3 separate regions of the Sus scrofa genome follow, and all the other regions are linked to region 1. A link is a contact called in public HiChIP or PLAC-seq data. All regions are on one chromosome and are shown on one strand. The core of a region is the stretch at or near the end of the contact, and the rest is flanking DNA. Distances in the headings are between cores, read along the strand shown.

The links. HiChIP or PLAC-seq counts read pairs in DNA pulled down with a chosen protein or histone mark.
Region 2: a contact with region 1 is called in an H3K27ac HiChIP or PLAC-seq map of alveolar macrophages. The contact joins the enhancer-like site here to the promoter of UBA7 in region 1. A contact is called at or near these places in 1 of 47 Hi-C or Micro-C datasets (blood) and 1 of 2 datasets of contacts at active chromatin or transcription factors (alveolar macrophages).
Region 3: a contact with region 1 is called in an H3K27ac HiChIP or PLAC-seq map of alveolar macrophages, with 3 times the contacts expected there. The contact joins the promoter of MST1 here to the promoter of UBA7 in region 1. A contact is called at or near these places in 2 of 5 promoter capture datasets (fetal liver and fetal skeletal muscle), 6 of 47 Hi-C or Micro-C datasets (mesenteric adipose tissue, omental adipose tissue, retroperitoneal adipose tissue and 2 more) and 2 of 2 datasets of contacts at active chromatin or transcription factors (alveolar macrophages and skeletal muscle).

What each region holds. Positions count from the first base shown.
Region 1 is chr13:32,339,925-32,342,624 of Sscrofa11.1, forward strand. UBA7 (ubiquitin-like modifier-activating enzyme 7) reads right to left here and starts at 1,339. Exons shown (of 25, transcript XR_306784.3): 1 at 1,166-1,339; 2 at 914-1,082; 3 at 685-819; 4 at 470-576; 5 at 46-136. TRAIP (E3 ubiquitin-protein ligase TRAIP) reads right to left here. Exons shown (of 31, transcript XR_002337524.1): 17 at 1,166-1,356; 18 at 46-1,082. It overlaps LOC106505605 (a long non-coding RNA gene), which reads left to right and starts at 1,380. Exons shown (of 5, transcript XR_001300181.2): 1 at 1,380-1,514.
Region 2 is chr13:32,268,386-32,271,085 of Sscrofa11.1, forward strand. The region is part of intron 1 of IP6K1 (inositol hexakisphosphate kinase 1); the gene reads right to left. Among named protein-coding and RNA genes, the nearest start is that of GMPPB, 17 kb to the left of the region's middle. Within about 2 kb of position 1,341, at least 1 of the 83 cell types and tissues checked has an H3K27ac peak or open chromatin away from gene starts, as enhancers often do. A contact at or near this core is called in alveolar macrophages, where this site is marked.
Region 3 is chr13:32,218,691-32,221,390 of Sscrofa11.1, forward strand. MST1 (hepatocyte growth factor-like protein) reads right to left here and starts at 1,355. Exons shown (of 16, transcript XM_021068776.1): 1 at 1,110-1,355; 2 at 53-200. The coding sequence starts at 1,203. The region is part of intron 1 of RNF123 (E3 ubiquitin-protein ligase RNF123); the gene reads left to right.

The DNA of each region.
Region 1 (2,700 bases), core at 89-2,588:
GCCCCTCCTTAGTCAGTAGGTGAGTGCCCCCACCTTAGCACCCACCTGAGAAATATGCTGGATGGCAGCTGTCAGGGGTTCTGCCTCTGTTGGCTCCTGCACAGTGAAGTTCTCACCAAAGTCGCAGAACAGCTGCCTGTTGGGGAGTGGGGGGGAGGCAGAGGTCATTGAGATGGCTGAGTAGTTGAGTGGCACAGTTGTGGTGAAAGGTGAGGGATATCAGGGCAAGCCCAGAGGAATAGGGGAAGAATGCTGGGAGGGGCATGGAAGCTGGTTTGAAGGATTTACTGGAGCAAGTCTGGAGGCTGAGGTAGAGGAAGCACATGGATGGGACTAGGGTCCATAATCAACAAGGGTTGCTGGGACAGGCATGGCATTGAGTGGTGGGATTCTGAGCAAGCCTGGAGCTGGGGACAGCAATGGGACCAGTTGCAACCTAAGATATGGCAGGCTAAGCAAGCCGTCTTACCCAACGAGGCCTCGGGTATCAGCTACCAGAAAGCAGATTCCATGCTTGTGGCAGAAGCTGCCCACCTTCAGCTGCTCCTCCAGCTTCAGGGCAGTCAGCACTACCACCTGGGTGGACCTCATTATCAGCAGGGCCAGAACCACTGTGAGCCCACCCTGCTGCTACGGGCTGGAAGAGGGACTGGCCTGGCCTGGCAAGTAGGGCTGGGAGGGCACCTGGAAGTGCAGCAGCAGATCCTCGGTGATGTCACCCTTGTGGATGCACACCTGAACAGCTCCATTGAGCTTAGCCAGAAGTTCTTGAGATGCCTCAGCCCTGCTCCTTCCTAAGTCCTGCTCTGAGAGGAAAAACTAAAGACAGACCCAGTCCAGCTTAAACAAGGAATTTTCTCTTGGGCCCTACCCCCACTCTGGTGTGGGAACCCAGAGCCCCCAGGACCCTCACCTGGGCAGCCAGGTCAGACCAGCAGGTAGGGTGGGGATCATGAAGAGTGAGGCTGCCTATTCCCATCAGGACCAAGTTTTTGGCTATCTCAGCCCCCAGGCCCTGAAGGCCTGACAGCAGCACCTTGGCTCCCTGAATCCTCTCCATGGCTGGCAAACCCAACACATACCTGTGGGTGGAAGTAAGAACATAGGCAGTTGGAGAGCAGAAGGCAGAAGGCCACCCTGCCCTCCTCCCCACCTCGGGCCTCACAGCTGCCGAGAGTACAGCTCTTCATCCAGCAACTTGGAGGTTTCCTGGACATCCATCCTGAGGCTGGGAAACAGGCTGCAGTGCTTGTAGATAGGGTCTGTGTGGGAGGCAGTGCCACGGGAAGCAGTGCTATGGGAGGCGGTGCACAGCTGTGACTGGCGCAACAGGTCACAACTTTCTTCCTGGCTTCTCTGTCATTTTGGGGAAAGCAGAAGTGAAAGTGAAACTAGACAGAGCAAGCTCCTGGCCCTGCCCCCAGCCTAGCCTGGTAAAGATGAGTTCCGGCAGCCCTCAGGCACTGGCAAAGTGGGACAGAGATCCTGGACATTTACACCCTTTGGGGAAGCAGGTAATTCTCTTGAGGAAGGGTACATGGTAGGGTTCCATGTACCTCCTATAGCTCCCTAGATGTCCCAAACCTCAGGCCCCTAACCCCCTGCCTGAATGGGTTTCCTGCCGCAGAGAGCTGGTGAGAACTCCCTTATCCTGAGGACTCGCCTGGCCTCTTATTCACACAGAGACTTAGACACCCTAGAGGGCAGAGCCATCCCATCCCAGAGGCTGTGAGAGTTTATGGGATTACTGTTGTCCCACCCCCCAGGGGACTGCCTGGACATAGTATCAGATCCTTTAGGTTAAGGGATCAGTCCTACAAGACTGTGCCCTCTCCTCCCACTTTATGTGTGTATTTAGGTTTTTTTCTTTTAAGAGCCACACCAGTGGCACATGGAGGTTCCCAGGCTAGGGGGTTGAATCAGAGCTGTAGCCACTGGCCTACACCACAGCCACAGCAATGTGGGATGCGAGCCAGGTCTGTGACCTACACCACAGTTCATGGCAATGCTGGATCCTTTTACCTGCTGAGGGAGGCCAGGGATTGAACCTGCATCCCCATTGATACTAGTCGGATTTGTTTCCTCTGCGCCACAACAGAAACTTCCCAAATATTTATTTCTTAATATAAATCACTATATCGGAGTTCCCATTGTGGCACAGTAGAAATGAAACTGACTAGTAATTATGAGGTTGCAGGTTTGATTCCTGGCCTTGCTCAGTGTGTTAAGGATCTGGCGTTGCCGTGAGCTGTGGTGTAGGTCGCAGACATGGTTCAGGTCCTGTCCAGGCAGCTGTAGCTCTGATTAGACCCCTAGCCTGGGAACCTCCATATGCTGCAAGTGTGGCTCTAAAAAGAGAAGAAAAAAAAAATCACAATATCACATTTTCTATCTCTATTTTATTTGTATCTATTCCAACCTTTATTATATCCTTTCTTCTGCCAGCTTTTGGTTCAGTTTGCTCTTCTTTTTCCAGTTCCTTGGGGTGTACAGTGGAGTTATTGACTTTAGGTCTTCTTTCTTTGGCTGTACCTACAGTATGTAGAAGTTCCTGGGCCAGGGATCAAACCCCCATCATAGCAGCAATCCAAGCCATTGCTGTGACAGCACCACCAATCCTTAACCTGCTACGCCACAAGGGAATTCCAATCTATCTTTCTTCCTTCCTTTCTTTCTCTTCCTTCCATCCTTTCTTTTTCT
Region 2 (2,700 bases), core at 91-2,590, 72 kb before region 1:
TATCACAAATGATAATTGTTTTGTCTATAATTTGTTTATTCTTTGTCTCTCATCCTAGCATGTATGCTCCATGAAGGAACAGGACTTTTTTGCTTTTACACTAATGAGCACCGTGCCTGGGATCTAGTAGATGCACAATAAGTTTTGAATAAGGATACAGAAGCCTAGAATCTCACATTTAGTATAAGAGCAGTAACACCTCGTGACTACAGCTAGTCATACTAAATAAAGGGAAATCCCTCTTCAAACCTATTGCCAAGACAGAGAATATTATTGGCATTTTTATTCAGCCGAGTTTTTTTTTCTTTTTTTTTAGGGCCTCTCCTGCAGCATATGGACGTTCCCGTGCTAGGGGTCAAATCAGAGCTGCAGATGCCAGCCTATGCCACAGCCACAGCAATGCAGGATCTGAGCCACATCTGCAACTTACACCACATCTTGTGGCAACACTGGGTCCTTAACCCACTGAGCGAGGCCAGGGATCAAACCTGCATCCTCATGGATATTAGTTGGGTTCTTAACCTGCTGAGCCACAATGGGCGCTCCCTTAGCTGAGTTTTAAAAACACCTGTGCTTCTGACAATAAAGAATTATGTGGGAGTTTGCTACTGTGTGACTCAGCGGGTTAAGGACCAGACGTTGTCTCTATGAGGTTGCGGGTTTGATCCCTGGCCTCACTCAGTGGGTTAAGGACCCAGTGTTGCCATGAGCTGCAGTGTAGGTTGCAGACCCAGCTTGGATCCCATGTTGCTACAGCTGTGGTGCAGGCCGGCAGCTGTAGCTCCGATTGGACCCCTAGCCTGGGAACTTCCATGTGCCACAGGTGTGACCCTAAAAAACAATTAAAAAAAAAAAAAAAAAAGTACACAAGAGCCAATGTTAAGAAGTCTCAGTGGCCAAATCTAGAATAATCTGAGGAACAAAATATCCGTCAAGTCCCAACTGACTGATAAATGTGTGCCAAGAGACAACAACTCCTTAAAGAACTGTAATTTATTTTATTTGGGGGGGTTGGTTTTTTTTTTTTTTTTTGGTCTTTTTGTCTTTTTTAGGGCCACAGCCCCAGCATATGGAGGTTCCCAGGCTAGGGGCCCAATCGGAGCTGCAGCTGCCAGCCTACACCACAGCAACAGCAATGTCGGATCCAAGCCACGTCTGCAACCTACACCATAGCTCACGGTAATGCCAAACCCTTAACCCAATAAGTGTGGCCAGGGATTGAACCTGAGAGCTCATGGATGCTAGTTGGGTTTGCTAACCACTGAACCACAATGGGAACTCCTTGGTTTTTGTTTAAATGTTGCCACAAGGGAGTTCCCATTGTGGTGCAATGGAAACGAATCCAAATAGGCACCACGAGGCTGTGACGCAGGCCAGGAGCTGTAGGTCCAACTGAACCCCTAGCCTGAGAACCTTCATATGCCACCACTTTTTAGGTGTGGCCCTAAAAAGACAAAAAAATACAAAACAAATGTTGCTACAAATGCAACACAAGGAATTTTCCAGGCCAGGGACTGAACCAGAGCCACTGCAGAGACAATATCGAGTAGTTATGATGTAAGCCACAGGGAAAATCCAATTTATTTTAATTAATAAGTACAGAAGTGGGGAATTCCCATCACAGCTCAGCAGTGATGAATCCGACTAGCATCCATGAGGATGAGTTTGATCCCTGGCCTCAGTCAGTGGGTTAAGGATCCAGTGTTGCTGTGAGCCGGGGTGTAGGTTGTAGACATGGCTAGAATCTGGCATTGCTGTGGCTGTAGCATAGGCCAGCAGCTGCACCTCCAATTTAACTCCTATCCTGGAAACATCCACATGCTGCCAGTGTGGCCCTACAGAGACAAAAAAAAAAAAAAAAAAAAAAAAAAAAAGAAGAAGAAGAAGTAGGGGAGTTGCTGCTGTGGCACAGTGGGTTAATGATCTGGCTTGTCTCTGTGGTTTGATTCCCAGCCCAGTACGATGGGTTGCTGGCATTGCTGCAGCTGTGGCATAGGTTGCTGATGCGGCTCAGAACTTCCACATGCGATGGGTACAGCAGAAAAAGGGAAAAAAACCGAAAGATGATGAAAAGAGACGTCACTATCAGGCATGCAACACAGTAATAATTGTTGCAGGCAAGAACAATGGATGGATTTGAAAACTACTGAGCTGAAGTATAAGAAGAAGTAGATATTTAGAGAATCTCAAAGTATCTCCCAATATGACACTCATTAATTACAATGGGAAAACTTTACAGTGGAGAAGTCTGGCAGATACCACCTTAACTAAGTGATCAAAGTTAAATCACCAGTAACAAGATCTATACCTCCTAGCATGATGAACTGAAGAGGACAAAGGATCATTTCTATTGACCAAAATATATAACCTCAATCTAATCATCAGGAAATATAAGACAAATCCAAATGTAGGAACATTCTACAAAATAACTACTAGTACTCTTCAAAAGTGTCAAGGTTATGAAAGACAAAGACTGAGAAATTGTCCCAGACTAGAGAAGACCAAGGAAGACTAAATGCAAAGTGAAATCCTGGACCAGAAAAAGGATGTAAGTGGGAAAATTCCAAATTCTGCATAAATCATACAGATTACTTAATAGTATTATATCAATGTTCCCCTCCTGGCTTTGGTAATAATAAATTATACTATTATTATGGTTTTTAAAATGATACTTTTGGAGTTCCTATCGTGGCTCAGTGG
Region 3 (2,700 bases), core at 105-2,604, 120 kb before region 1:
GGTCACCTGGTGCCCCTATACCCAGTTTTATCTGGATATTGTGGCCTCTTACCTGCAGTCCATCAGGGGCCCACAACGCCCTGCACACTCCTCAGCATCTGCCACATCCTCTTGCCAAGACCCAGGCCCCACTGCATGTAGCAGGTGTTGCAGCTCAGTACCCGGGAGCACCTGGAAGTCATTTAAGGGCGAGCGCTGCCCTGCAGGGTGGATATTTGTAGCATCATGTGAATATCAGCACATCCACACTTTATTCATTCAGGAAATCAAACTGCATGGCCTCTCTCATGGATCCTGTGGGTCCATTCAAGGGTCAAACCCCTGTATGGGGTGGGAGAAGCAGGCCCACACATGGTAGTTATCACTAGTACGCTTGTTTAATGGGCAAGGCACTAGGCTCAGATGTAAAACATATACTCTACGAGAGTAGCAGGTGATGGTGCTTGCCCTATGGGGCTTGGCTCCTCTCATTTCTCAGATAAGAATGGTAACGGTTGGAGTTATCATACTAAATAGGCGGAAGCCAAACCCAAGTATTCTGACTCCAAGTATAGGCTCTCATCAGGGTAAGGGCATCTGCTAGAGGGTTAGATCAGTCTTATGAGAGATTACTGCCTGCGTGTGTGGTCCTAACACTGCCTCAATGCTGCAGCAGACTTTTTTTTTAGGGACACACCTGCAGCATATGGAAGTTCCCAGGCTAGGGGTCTAATCGGAGCTGTAGCCGCTGGCCTACACCAGAGCCACAGCAATGCCAGATCCAAGCCGCATCTGCAGCCTATACCACAGCTCACGGCAATGCCAGATCCTTAATCCACTGAATGGGGCTAGGGATCGAACCCACAACCTCATGGTCCCCAGTCGGATGCCTTTCCACTGAGCCACAATGGGAACTCCTGCAGCAGATGTTTTAGTGTAGGCCAGAATAGGCAGTGTGTTTATGTGTTCCTGGGGCTGCCCAGCTCTGCTCAAGAAGCTAAGGTTGCTCACTGCTCCATGCCCAGTAGGAAAGTAAGTTTCTGGCTGGAATAGCGGGATGGGCCTAGGGCCAACCCCTTTCTGAATGCAGGCGGGGATCAGGGCTGGGGGTGAGGGGGAAGAGCACTTACCAGGGGCCCCTGAGCACTGCGTCAGAAGCAGCAGGAGTGGGAGCCACCCCATCCTCCTGGCTGGAGACTGCACTGTGACCCACCACAGCCCCATCCGGGAAGTTGTGAAACTAGTCCCTACGGGATTGGGTGGCTCTGGCTCCACACCCCCACTCAAGGCCTGCTGGGGCCTGACCTGAAACCCAGTGGCAGGAATAGGGGTGGTGCCAGACCTCAGGCCCCCTAGGTGAGGTACAAGTGTCTTCGCTCTGGCACAGCTAGCTCCCAAGAGGCCTCCCTATGTAGTGGACAGTGTTGGAAAGGTTTAATGGGGACACCTGAGGTGCTGGGGCTGGGGAAGGGCAGGGGCATCCCTACAGCCTAGGCTGCTCTGAAAGGAAGAGCAGTGTGTATGGGGTTGCTGCCAGAGCCGGGTTCCAGCCCTCAGCCCCCAGCCCCCAGCATAAGTGGTGATATTTAACTTTTCTGAGCCTCAACTTTTCTCCTGTAAAGTCAAGTTCCCTACCCAACCCCCTAAGCAGCTTACCCCTTTTGCTGACTTAGCCCCAGCTGGAGGCAGGTCGACCCACACCCCTGGCAGCAGAGCCCACCGAGCTCCCCTTGCTCTGCCAGAGATGCTATCCCAGGGAAGATGAGCGAGGTCATTTGTCTGGCCTGAATGGAAGTGAGGCTGACAGGTACCAGGGACCCTGGGAGGAGCAGCCTTTCAGACGTCCGAGGGGACCTCTGGGCTGGGCCTCCAAATACCGGTAGGAGTTGAGGTAGGAGGCCAAGGTCTCCTAGGACTCAGCGTGGCGACAAGACTGGGCTAGGAGCGCCTCCTAAGTAGACGAGGGTCGGAGGCATTTGGGCAGTGAGGCGGTTGGGCAAAAGGCAGGGGCCGGGACATTCCAGCTGGAGGCTGCAGGTGGCGCCCTCTGGCGGAGGCCGGGCGCGGGCCGATGCGCTTGCGCGGCAGAATCGCGGTTTGGCCCTGAACGGGCGCCGTAGGCGAGAGGCTGGGCGGATGTTGTGAGCCGGGACGCCACGGCCGAGGCTGGGGGTGAGTGAGGGGCGACGGGGGCCCAAGAGGGGCGGGTCCCCGCAGCTTCCGTTGCGGCCCGGCCAGTCTAGCATGAGGGTGCTTCCCGTGCAGGGGGTTGCAGCCCGTGGTGCAGGACTCTAGGCTGGAGCTGGCCTGGAAGAGCCTCTGGAGCTTGAGGCCGGGCGGAGACGACTTCGGGAAGAGAAGCGCTACCCTCGCGTCCTTGGGCTCCTAGGTGGGGTCGGTTTGGTTCTGAGCCCTGATCCCCCGGCGGGGCTGACCAGGGTCTACGTGGCAGGGACCCCCGAGCCAAGCCAAGGTCCACCTCTCACCTGTATCCTCAGCACCTGACACCCCGAGTGGATGTCTGGAAGGTTTGCTCATCAGATCAGTGACCACGTCTAATCTGTCCTGCACCTGCTTTGGTGTGAGAGGGCCAGTGGTGGGCATCAGGGCGAGAGTCACTTTCCCAAGGGGCAGGCGTGGTGTGCACTGTGAGTGGGCAAGGGTGTGTGGCAGGAGCTAGAGGACCTGTTTAGGGTGAGATAAGAAAAAGGAGTGCTGTCT